Linked DNA regions of Mus musculus: regions 1 and 2 are each linked to region 3. Evidence: chromatin contacts called from public HiChIP or PLAC-seq data. All regions are on one chromosome and are shown on one strand. Each heading gives the region's core, a stretch centred on a gene start, on an enhancer-like site or on the middle of the called end of the contact. The rest is flanking DNA. Distances are from core to core; before and after follow the strand shown. Region 1 holds the start of Mn1 (meningioma 1). Region 2 has its middle 17 kb from the start of Gm36481. Region 3 has its middle 7.0 kb from the start of Gm36274.

Region 1 (3,780 bases), core at 218-2,717, 140 kb before region 3:
CGGCCGCGAATGACACGGTAACTTTTAACTCATGCCCGCGACAGTGGAGTGCTTAATCTGAGGTTTTTAAATAAAAAGGGCTCCGGGTTGGTTTTATTATAACGTTTATTTCATTTCAGATTTCATGCGTAATTTAGCAAACGCTAGACAGACTTGGGCGATAAACACTTTCTTTTGTGGGGGGGGGGAAGGCATTTTTATACACCGTGCTTAATTTTATTTAGATTTAATAGCGATATCGGGGGCACTTCAACGAAAGTTTTTTTTTTTTCTTTTCCCCTCTTCTTTTAAGAATCCTGGCTTGCCAGCAAAATTGTCTCGCTTTATTTCATGACAAGGAAAATTAAAAGCCTTTCCGCCCCTCCTCCCCTACTTACACTTTGAGAGGAAAACTCGCACACGCATGCTGGCGCTTGGGTGCGCGCGCGTCCACAGAATAAACACCTCCACCTCCTATCACCTCCAACTTCTAACTTTTAATTGCAAGATAGATTTCAGCCTCTACTCCGTGAGGAGTAGAAAGATCTAAACAATTTTAAGTAAGATTATTGGGATAAATATTCCATATGAAATAGGGTAGGTATTAAATCACTCTTATTGATTTTAGTATCACAATCCAATTCCGTTCTTTGACCTCTTCAGTTTAATTGATCTTTTAAGGAGGCCAACTTCGCGCCCTTCAGGGCCTGGGCCTGCCTGCTTGTGGCCGCAGCAAGGTGTCGCCCCCACCCCCGCCCCCACCCCGTGCGCCCTTTGCGCGTCGCTCTCCTCAGGGTTTCGCATTGTCTCGCCTCGTCGCTCCCGCGCCGGGCTCACCCGAAGTGGCTCCACAAAGCGGCCGAGGGTGCGTGGCTTCTTCCCGGTGGAGCCAGCGGCAGAGAACCGGAAGCCGCGGACGGTGGGAGACTAGGGAAGGAGCGAGCCAGTCTCTGGTCGCAGAGACAACCTTACTTCGTGTTTCCCCTCGGCGATCACCTCGTGAACTTGCCAGGGCCGGCTCCCTGGGGCGCTGCCCCGGGCTGCAGCACAGGCGACACTTAGCGACTTTCCCTGGCGCGTCCGGGGACTCTGCCAGGCTACCCCATTGTCTGTGCGCCCCGCACAGCTCACCGCCCACCTCCCCGCCCCCTGCCCACCCCGCAGGTCGCGCTGGCTCCGGTTGGGGGTGGGGAGTTGAGAACAGCGTGAATGGGAAGGGGGCGGACAAAGCCTGGCTCCCGCCGTCGTCCTAGGCTCGCGCCCTCCCCAGCCGGGGGCACCTGGGGCGCACCCCCAACGCCGTAGCGCCGGACCCGGAGTAGCGCGGGTTGGTGGCCGGGCCTGCGCAGCCGGGACCCGGGACCACCTTAAGAGCGAGCCCCGCCCCCGAGCCCGCTCGGGCGGCGCTGATTGGTGCAGAGGTAATGGCTGGAATGGATTGCTGAAACGCAAAACTTGTTGCTGCTTCTCCCGGCGCCGGCGAGAGGCAGACGCGGAGCGGAATCCCGGACCTCGCAGCGCCTCGCCCGCCCCGCGCGCCCTGCTCGCCCGCGCGGCCCATTCCCGGGTCCGAGGGGACCCGTGGAGTGCGGAGGCGGGAACCACAGCTTCGGAACCGCCGGCCCCACGCCTCCCCTCCCGCGCGCGGCCCGAGACTCCCGCGAACTCGCGCGGCGACCGGCGATCGAGCCCGAGCCGCGGAGCCGCGGAGCCGCGCGTCTCCCGCAGCCTGCGTTCCCGCTCCGGCGCCCGCGTCTACTGCTGTGAATCCAGCACCGGCGATGAGGAGCGGAGCAGCCCGTCTTCCGAGCCGCTGAGGCTTTCGCCGCCGATCGCCCGCGGCCGACCGGAGGTGCGGGAGCCGGTGCGGCCCGGGAGCGGGGACTCGGGGCAGGGGAAGGACCAAGGGGCTCCGCTACGGCCCCAGCCGCCGCGCCGCGGACTCCAGAGGTGATCATTCTGCTCTTCCGTCCCCTTCCCTCCCCCCTATCTAACTTTTTGTCTCAGCTCGTCGGCCTCCAGGTCTCCTCTCCGCATACCCACCCGCGACCGTGCCATCGACCCGGGGCATGGGCCCCCCGACAAGGCTCCAGGAGGCGCCGCGGCCTCGCAAGACGTGAGAGGCCCGCTTGGGTCGATTTCGAGGTTCCGAAGAGCAGCGGAGAGAGCTCCTAGCCAGCGCCCGCGCGCTGGGCCGGGCGGCAGTGAGCGCTGCGCCCCGCGGTGCAGAACGTCCCGGAGCGCCGGAACCTCGGCTGAGGCGAGTACCTGGCCGGAGGCGCGCGGCGGAGCAGGCTGTCATGCCCTATTGATCCCCTCCCGCCCCCCCCCCGCCCCCCCCGCCCCCGCCAAGTATGTTTGGGCTGGACCAATTCGAGCCCCAGATCAACAGCCGGCACGCTGGTCAGGGCGAGGGGAACTTTAACGAAGCCGGACTGAGCATGAACGCCCACTTTAAGGCTCCTGCCTTCCACGCCGGGCCTCCTACTGGCCCCGTGGACCCTGCAATAAGCGCTCTGGGCGAACCCCCGATCTTGGGCTTGAACATGGAGCCCTACGGCTTTCATGCGCGCAGCCACTCCGAGCTGCACGCAGGGGGGCTGCAGGCGCAGCCTGTGCATGGCTTCTTCGGCGGTCAGCAGCCTCACCACAGCCATCCCGGAGGCCATCACCCGCACCAGCATCACCCCCACTTTGGGGGCAACTTCGGTGGTCCGGATCCAGGTGCCTCATGTCTGCACGGGGGCCGGCTGCTTGGCTACGGAGGTGCAGCGGGCGGCCTGGGCAGCCAGCCTCCCTTCGCAGAGAGTTATGAGCACATGGCGGAGAGCCAGGGGCCGGAGGGCTTCGGCCCGCAGCGGCCAGGAAACCTCCCGGACTTCCATAGTTCGGGCACCTCGGGCCACGCCGTGCCTGCCCCGTGCCTGCCTCTGGACCAGAGCCCTAACCGGGCTGCCTCTTTTCACGGCCTGTCCGCCTCTAGCGGCTCGGATTCTCACAGCCTGGAGCCCCGGAGGGTGACGAACCAAGGAGCCGTAGATTCCCTGGAATACAATTACCCGAGCGAGCCGCCCTCAGGACATTTTGACATGTTTTCACCCTCTGACTCTGAAGGGCAGCTGCCACATTATGCTGCGGGTCGCCAGGTTCCCGGGGGCGCTTTCCCGGGTGCTTCTGCCATGCCTAGAGCCTCAGGCATGGTGGGTTTGTCCAAAATGCACAGCCAGCCACCCCAGCCGCCTCCACAACAGCAGCAACCGCAGCACGGAGTGTTCTTCGAGAGGTTTGGCGGGGCCCGAAAGATGCCTGTGGGTCTGGAGCCTGCAGTGGGCTCCAGGCACCCGCTAATGCAGCCTCCCCAGCAGGCCCCACCACCCCCGCAGCAGCCGCCCCCGCAGCAGCAGCCGCCGCCACCGGGACTTCTGGTTCGACAGAATTCTTGCCCTCCTGCGCTCCCGCGGCCCCAGCAGGGTGAGGCTGGCACACCCAGTGGCGGCCTGCAGGACGGGGGCCCCATGCTGCCCAGTCAACATGCTCAGTTCGAGTATCCCATCCATCGGCTAGAGAACCGGAGCATGCACCCATATTCTGAGCCTGTCTTCAGCATGCAGCATCCCCCTCCTCAGCAGGCGCCCAACCAGAGGCTGCAGCATTTCGATGCGCCCCCTTACATGAACGTGGCCAAGAGGCCGCGTTTTGACTTTCCGGGCAGCGCAGGCGTGGACCGCTGCGCCTCGTGGAATGGCAGCATGCATAACGGTACCCTAGACAACCAACTCTCTCCCTCTGCCTACCCAGGCC
Region 2 (3,695 bases), core at 307-2,806, 170 kb after region 3:
GAGTTCGAGGCCAGCCTGGTCTACAAAGTGAGTTCCAGGACAGCCAGGGCTACACAGAGAAAACCTTGTCTCAAAAAACCAAAAAACAAAAAAAGAAGAAGCAAAATGTCTTTTCAGCAACCCAGCATGTTGTTGGGTTTCTTATTCATGTACTTCTTGCACTTTTGATTTTGTTTAAGAAGTCTGCCTCAATCTCGAGCTCTCTGAGAATCTTCTGTTTTCTTTAGGAGATTTGTATTCCTTGGGGTTGGGAGCGGCACCTCTTGTATTCAGCTCTGTCACCTGTGGTCATCGAGGAGCCAGACCACAGGTGGGTGTGTAGACACTGAGGGAGATGGGCAGCTCCCCTCACACAGGGCCATGGCAGTGAGTTCCAGTGAACCAAATATATCCCCTTTGCTCTCCTGCTCCTCCACAGAGATCATCAAGACCACCTTTGAGATGATCACCATTTTGAATTGCATAGAACAAGAAATAACCCATAGATTCTATCAAGATTTATAACCACCTCTTCCCTAACAGAGAAGGGAAAGGAAGGGGAGAGTGGTTAAGGTTGTGGGAGGGAGAACAGAACAGAGGACCCAATAGAAAACACGCAAACCATTAAACAAACAGACGCTTTAACAGGGAAGCCACACAAACAGGGAAAGCCATTAAATTAAAGTGAGGAATGTCCTAAGCTTTCAGGGAAGTGCTGATGGAGTACAGCAAGCTCCCACTGTGCGTTCTCTGGCATGGGTTCCCACTGTGTGTCCTCTGGCATAGGTTCCCACTGTGTGCCCCCTGGAGTGGCTAAAGCCAATAAACCTGACAGCACCAAATGTTGGCAAAGAAAACAGAGCAACCGGAACACAGCCGATAGATAGGAAAACTGGCAAAAGTAGTCATTTGTTAGAACCGAAGCAGAAATGTTTGGACCCTGAGTGATCCCCAGGGCTCATTCTTGGTATTCACCAAGAATGTGGGGAAGCCCCCACAGTCCCCAAATACATACAGCAGTACCCTGTGTCCAGTGTCCCCAGACTAAAGCAACCCTACTCACTGGAGAGTGGAGATGTCAAGAATGGCAGGTATTCCCGGTGAAATCAGTCATGTGGATGGATATACAAATGAGCATGTTTCTATAACAAGGGGGCCAACAATGGCACAGGAGTCTAAGGGAAAGAGTCAGAGCTTTGCCATCCAGTGGAAGACAAGCCCGTGGAAGTTTAGCCACAAGACATGGGATCCTTCCTAGGGTGCCGGTCATTTGTATTCATTTATGGGGGTGCTGGATGCACCGATGCTTCTACTATACAAAGAGGTGCCAGGCTGCTCACTCATAAAGGGCTCCTTTTCTCTCTGGCCAACAGAAGAAACACACAACAGAAAAAGAACCCCAACATTTAAATCCAAAAAAAAAAAAAAAAAAACTTGCTCGGCCTGGTTAAGGCTCAGAGTAATTGTCCCAGCTGCCACCCTGGGCCCTGTGCCCGCTGGGCCCTGCTGCCCCTTGCAGCTCCTCTGAGGAGCCTGCAGCCCTGAGAAGAAATCTCTTCCCCTTTCTCATTCTTCCCGTTCCCTTGGCCTGGGGCTATTGTACATATGCAAATGTGGAGATGCTAGCTGCCTAGGCAAACCCAGCTATTTATAGCCAGATAGCTGGCACACTCACAGCTCTACAGACTAGAAAGCCGAAGCACTCACACAGACACATGCACGCACGCACGCACATGCATGCATGCACGCACGCACGCACACTACACACAGTATATTTTTTCTTTCCCCAGGATATAAATTTCCCGTCCCATTGCAGTCTGGGCCGTCGCATGCAACATTGATTGTCTGTTATATTACATTTATTAAGAAGTGATAACTTGTAATAATTGGATGTTAAATTAAAGAACTCTCTCCTAGTTATTGCCGTCTCAATTATAACTGTCGCTGGCTGGCAGTTATAATGATATATGAGGGTTGTATTTTATGCAGCCGACCGTGACCTGGTGAGTAATATTCCCCCAGCTCTGAGGGCGTTCATGCACTCCTTCGCTCCTAATGCCTTGCTCGGGTGCTCATTGGAATATTAAGCGACTGCAAGGCTGAGGTGTCGAAATCCGTGCAGCCAGCCTGGCAACTAACAGCCCCTCCGGCACCCGGGTTCCTCCCGCCTTCCCTCCTGGGCCAGGGCCAGCTCATTTGGGCTTTGTTTTATGGTTATAGGAATCCAGTTTGTTTGGGAAGTTATAGTGGGTGAAGAGTGTGCTTTCTGTTTCCTTGAAGATGAAGAGTCTGCAGTGAGCTCCCGGGTGCAGCCCCGAGGAGGAGCAGGTTGGCCAGGCAGCACCTGGGCAGTGGGGTGAGGGGACTTGTGGAGGGTCTGGCTGTATCTATGCAGCCTTGGCAAGTCGGAGGCTCTGGGAGCTGAAGGCTATTTGAGGCTCTGAATGAGTCTGTTGCTCAGGGCTGCAGACCTCACATGATGAAAAGGACTGACTGCCAGGGGCCCGCGCGATTGTGTCCAGACCTCGAGGAGATGGCATTCGCTAAGGTTAGACAGGAGGTTGATCTGGGCACTCATATCCTCACTTCCTTGTCTCCTCTGCCCCGTTCATTTGAGCCAACAGAGGCCACTTTGTTGGAATTGGCCACACGACAACCAAGGGGGACTCTGGGAGGCTCCTAGGTCCCCCAGTCCTCAGGTCACATCCGTCAGCCGTCATTCTGCATTTGTGTCTTAAGGCTTTATAAGGAAATTCCTCAGCACAGGCAGGAATGTGTTTCCCGAATTTCTGGAACTCAAGGTTTAAAGGTGTGGATGGACCTTGCTCTCCTGAGACTTCTAAGGAGGGTGTCCTGGACTCTGTCATTTCTGGCAACACAAGTGTCTCTTGCCTGTTGGCCCAAGCTGCCTTTTCCTCTAATGACATCCACAAAGACCCTTTTTCTAAATAAAATCATATCCTCAGGTTCCCCAGCTGCTAGGTGTCTGGGGCTGGGGCTGGGGCTGGGGCTGGGACTGGGGCTGGGGCTGGGGCTGGGGCTGGGGCTGGGGCTGGGGCTGGGGCTGGGGCTGGGGCTGGGGCTGGGCTGGGGCTGGGGCTGGGGCTGGGGCTGGGGCTGGGGCTGGGCTGGGGCTGGGGCTGGGGCTGGGGCTGGGGCTGGGGCTGGGGCTGGGGCTGGGCCTGGGGCTGGGGTAGTCTTCATCCCACTAGAAGACCTTTGCTTCCCAAGGCCAAATGGGCAGGGAAGAGATCATTACTTGAGTCCCATTAGCTAGTCGTTTAGTAAGTGTCTATAAATATCCTCTGTCAGTGACAAACCAGACTCAGGCCCCACCATGTGTGCCCTGTGTCCCGAAAGACCTCATTCCATGGTAGAGAAACTGAAGCAGACAACAGGCACGTCTAGGAACCCCACCATTATTCTAAGCACACTCCCACTCCAGTCTACAAGATGCCAGCCCTGGTTTGGGACTTGGTTTTGTAAAACTTCCCTCTTGACACCACACTGGAGTCTCCCTGGGTTTGAGTCTTGGAGGTCCTAAGTTAGCTGGCCAGTCACATGGTAGGGATCCAGGAATGGTCAGGCCTCATAATTGGTCCTCTCACGTGGTGTTCCTTCCTGAGGAACAGTGGTTCCTCTCTCCCATCCCTTCTCCTCTCAGACTGGATGACTGACCTCCATCTCTGCTCTATTGGTCCATCTGAGTCCTCACA
Region 3 (3,706 bases), core at 834-3,333:
AGAAGGTAGTGACACACAGTTCCCACAGTAAGAGATATGTTGATGGTGTTATGGGAAAGCAGAGTGTGTGTCCCTTGACCCTCACAGAGCCAGTGAAGTGGGTCTGTGGATGGGAGCACACAGCCATCATCATCACCATCATCATCATCGTCATCGTCATCACTGTCATCATCATCAACATCATCATCTCCATGTTTCCTTTTCTCTGGGGTTCCACAGGTGGCAGAAAGAGCATCACCACAAGAACCTCCATCTGGAACCTCCCTGTGGGCTTTTCTGGGTGGGCTGCCTCAGCTATCTCAGTCCTGGGGTGTAGAATACCAGATACCAGGGCTGAAGTGTGTGTGACAGTGTTCCAGGTGACGCTGAGTGAAGACTTTGGGAAGGACTGCGGTGGGCGCAGGGCAGGTTCAGCGGCTGTAGCTACACAGGAAACACCTTTGCTGCTGCTGCTCAGGCTGGTCTCCACCACACAACCTCCGTGCCCAGAATAGCTGCTGGGCCCGGGCTGCTAGCTTGTGGTCTGAGCTTTCTTTGGCTCTGTAGGCTCCTGAGCTTGGAGAATGAAGGGGGCTTTGCACAGGAGAGGAAGTGGCCTGTTCTGTATGACCCTTCCTCCATCTGCAGACTGGGGTATGAGCAGGTTGCTTCCTCTTGGGGAGTTTCCAAGTTTCTAAGTACTCCTTTTTCTTGTTGCAGGAGGAGCACCCTTCTTAGGGTGCTTGGAGAATCTCCAAGGTAGGCTGTGTGTGTGGGGATCCGCAGGCTGATGCAAGGTGAGTGTGGGCACATACCAGCTGAGTCTTCAGCTCTAACAAACCTTTGGAACTTAAGTGCTCCCCAGCCCCCCCACACAGAACCTGTAAAAGGCAGAACGATGCTACCCTGGGATGGACACCAGAGGGCATCCAACCTCAGGAAAGCCAGTCTGCCCAGCTGCTGTGTGATCTTTGGCCGAATGCATACCCTCTCTGGGCTTTTTGGGAGATCTGGGCAAGATGCCAGCACGAATTCTTGCTCTGGGTTGATTCTGAGAGTCCATTGTTGTCTGGGTTGGTGAATTTATCTTGTGAAGATCCCGATTAAGAGTCTGTCCGCCTCAGTTCCTGTCTTTCTAGAGTTTTCTCAAGTGTTCACTGAGAGAATTGTTCACGATGCCGCACAGAATGAGCTGAGGTTCTGAGGGGACCCTTTGCTTAAACCGGGCCCTCAGGGCTCTCGGGTATGAACACTGTTTCCTGTCAGCTTGAGGGAAGTCCATGAGAAAAAGATAAAAGATGCTACGCTGGTGCAGGCCCTCAGCACTGCTGCCATCACCAGGGTAGAGCCTAGCTCCCCCTCCCCTCCCCCACCCCACGCCCTCCCTTCCGGTTTCTCTCCCTTCCTCCCTCATAGTCATCCTCTCCCTTGGTCAGTCCTTCATCAAGTTATTTGTTCACTCAACAAACACGGTTGGGAGTTTGCAGTTCCACTTCAAACAGAGAAGTCGGTCAACTAAGACGTGGCATGTCAGCCTAGTTTCAGTAGCTGTGCCACAGCAGCAGGCTCCATAAGCTCCCTTGTCCTCCTTGGACCCCATTTCCTCTAATAGCACAGGGAGATGGGGCTTGTGGGGCACGGGAAGGCTTGCTGCCTTGTAAGATGTTTTGGCTGTTATTTTGGTGGGGAGATCAGGCCTCGTGTGCAGAGATGGGGACTCTCTGGGTAGTCTCTGGAGCGGCCCCCTTGGCCCCTGTGAACGGGGAGCTGCAGGGGTGCAGACTCTGAGAAGCAATCCGTGAAATCTGGGCGCACGCGGAGCCACAGAGCAAGGGCTGGGTGGATGCAGAGGGGCCTTTGATGGGCTTTTGGGCTGCGTAATTAACTGTAACCGAAATATTATTTGATCTTTTATGTGGAAAATCAAATTGTGTTGTGTCAGACGGGCATAAATACACCACGGTTTGCGCTGCTGGGCCCTCCCCGCCGGCGGCCCCCCCGCCCCTCAGCCATGGAAACACAATTCTCGCCTTTTAAACTCGCCTTTGTCTGGCCCTGAAAGGCTACATTGTCCAGAGGAAGAGCGGGCAGGGTTGGGGCCCAGAATGGGGCTGCAGAGGGGTCCAGCCCCAGACAGGGCTGCTGGGGCTCAGCCTCTGTAGCGTCTCTCCCTGGTCTGGGCAACCTTGGGCAAAGAGCCTCATTTTTTCCCCCTGGGTCCTGAGGCCCGAGCCGCCCCCCCAGCCCCCCCAGCCCCCCCCCCCCCCCGTCCTCCTTGCAGAAAGCCATTATGGGGGCAGCCCCAGCTCTGAAAGCAGTTTGACATGCTGGCTGCTACTTTTACACACGTGATGAAGCTCAGCAGGTGACCTGGGTATTGTAGGTCACTCCTCCCTGGAAGCTAGGGAAGGAGAGGAAGGTAGGGGAAAAGGGAGGAGAGGGAGGAGGGGGTACAGCCTAGGATCTGGAACAAGGGTGGGCTCAAGTTACATCAGGGTTACTTAGCAGCTTGATGGCCTCTCTGGGCCTCAGTTTCCCCATATGTAGGGTGAAGGCATCCTCTAACACACAGTAATCTTGCTTCTTCAGCCTTCATAGGGCTGTACCTTGCCTGGGTTTTAGTGAAACATTTGCAGTGCTGGAGATGGATGCAGAGACCTCAGCCTGGTGAAACAGGCACTGTGTCCTGTTCTAGTCCTGTGGGGACCTTGCTGGCTCGGCAGAACTTACTTTTCTAGAGATTTCTGGCCCCTCCTCTGTTTTCTCCTGTGTCCTGTCTCAGCAGCTCTATATTCCCTGTGAGGAGCCCAGTAAGCTCTCAGATGTAGCTTCTCAGAGGCTGGAACAGCACCAGGCACAGAATGCGCAGCCTGGAGTTGGAGCCGCATTTGCACCCAGAGCAGTCTGGCTCCAAGACCCAGGTTCTTCTTCAACCCCAAGACAGAGGTCTCATTCCTCCCCCCACCCCACCCACTACAGGAAAAACTGGGACCAGGCTGGAGGAATCTGAGATGGCCTAGTGAAAACACCGTGAGTTGGAGCCAGGCCAAACCAAACATCCTGGAATTAAAAAAATAAACATGGGAGAAAGAGAGCGAGAGCAAGCGAGAGCGAGTGAGCGAGAGAGAGAAAGAGAGAGAGAGAGAGAGAGAGAGAGAGACTGGGGAGGGAGGGAGAGGGTGATTGTCTGAACCTGTAACTCTGACTTCAGTAGTAGAGGGGCCTTCTCTCTGTTGGGGGTGCTAGGCTTACAGATCTCAAAGAGACCAGAGACCGTACTTCAGGAAAAAATGGAGGCGTGGGGGGGCACCTTAGGAAACTGAGCCTAGCTCACACCCATCTCCAAAAGCTCAGCACTAACTAGTACTAGCTGGATATGGTGGGGTGGGAACTCCATGTACCTAGTACCTTCCCTGTGCACTCAAGGAGGTCTTCAGTGCAGGCAGCTCTCCTGGGCTCTTGTCTGACCCCACAGCACCGAGGTGGGAATCTGGATTTTATGTGTCTATGGAATTCTTCTAAAAGTTTGTTGGGGGGGGGCTGGAGAGATGTCTCAGCAGTTAAGAGTGCTTGTAGAATACCTGTCCCCAGCATCTATCTGCATGACCGCTCACAACCCTCTATAATTCCAGTTCCGAGGGACCCGATGCCCTCTTCTGGCCTCCGTAGGCACCAGCCACACACATGGTACACACATGTACTTGCAGGCAAAATGCTCATACACACA

The links. HiChIP or PLAC-seq counts read pairs in DNA pulled down with a chosen protein or histone mark.
Region 1: an H3K4me3 HiChIP or PLAC-seq map of embryonic forebrain shows a contact between it and region 3, with 4 times the contacts expected there. The contact joins the promoter of Mn1 here to the enhancer-like site in region 3. A contact is called at or near these places in 3 of 39 promoter capture datasets (hippocampal neurons and liver), 1 of 15 datasets of contacts at CTCF or cohesin (large pre-B cells), 11 of 484 Hi-C or Micro-C datasets (DN3 thymocytes, MC3T3-E1-derived osteoblasts, embryonic stem cells and 7 more), 20 of 115 datasets of contacts at active chromatin or transcription factors (the SCID.adh cell line, SST interneurons, VIP interneurons and 13 more) and 3 of 9 other capture datasets (adipose tissue, embryonic stem cells and pancreatic islet).
Region 2: a contact with region 3 is called in an H3K4me3 HiChIP or PLAC-seq map of embryonic basal ganglia, with 2.4 times the contacts expected there. The contact joins two enhancer-like sites. A contact is called at or near these places in 2 of 484 Hi-C or Micro-C datasets (embryonic stem cells and trophoblast stem cells) and 2 of 115 datasets of contacts at active chromatin or transcription factors (double positive thymocytes and embryonic basal ganglia).

The regions. Positions count from the first base shown.
Region 1 is chr5:111,415,833-111,419,612 of GRCm38.p6, forward strand. It overlaps Mn1 (meningioma 1), which reads left to right and starts at 1,468. Exons shown (of 3, transcript NM_001081235.2): 1 at 1,468-1,831; 2 at 1,987-3,780. The coding sequence starts at 2,334.
Region 2 is chr5:111,723,330-111,727,024 of GRCm38.p6, forward strand. No RefSeq gene overlaps it. Among named protein-coding and RNA genes, the nearest start is that of Gm36481, 17 kb to the left of the region's middle. Within about 2 kb of position 1,557, at least 65 of the 459 cell types and tissues checked have an H3K27ac peak or open chromatin away from gene starts, as enhancers often do. A contact at or near this core is called in embryonic basal ganglia, where this site is marked.
Region 3 is chr5:111,553,153-111,556,858 of GRCm38.p6, forward strand. No RefSeq gene overlaps it. Among named protein-coding and RNA genes, the nearest start is that of Gm36274, 7.0 kb to the right of the region's middle. Within about 2 kb of position 2,084, at least 79 of the 459 cell types and tissues checked have an H3K27ac peak or open chromatin away from gene starts, as enhancers often do. A contact at or near this core is called in the SCID.adh cell line, craniofacial prominence, embryonic basal ganglia and 3 more, where this site is marked.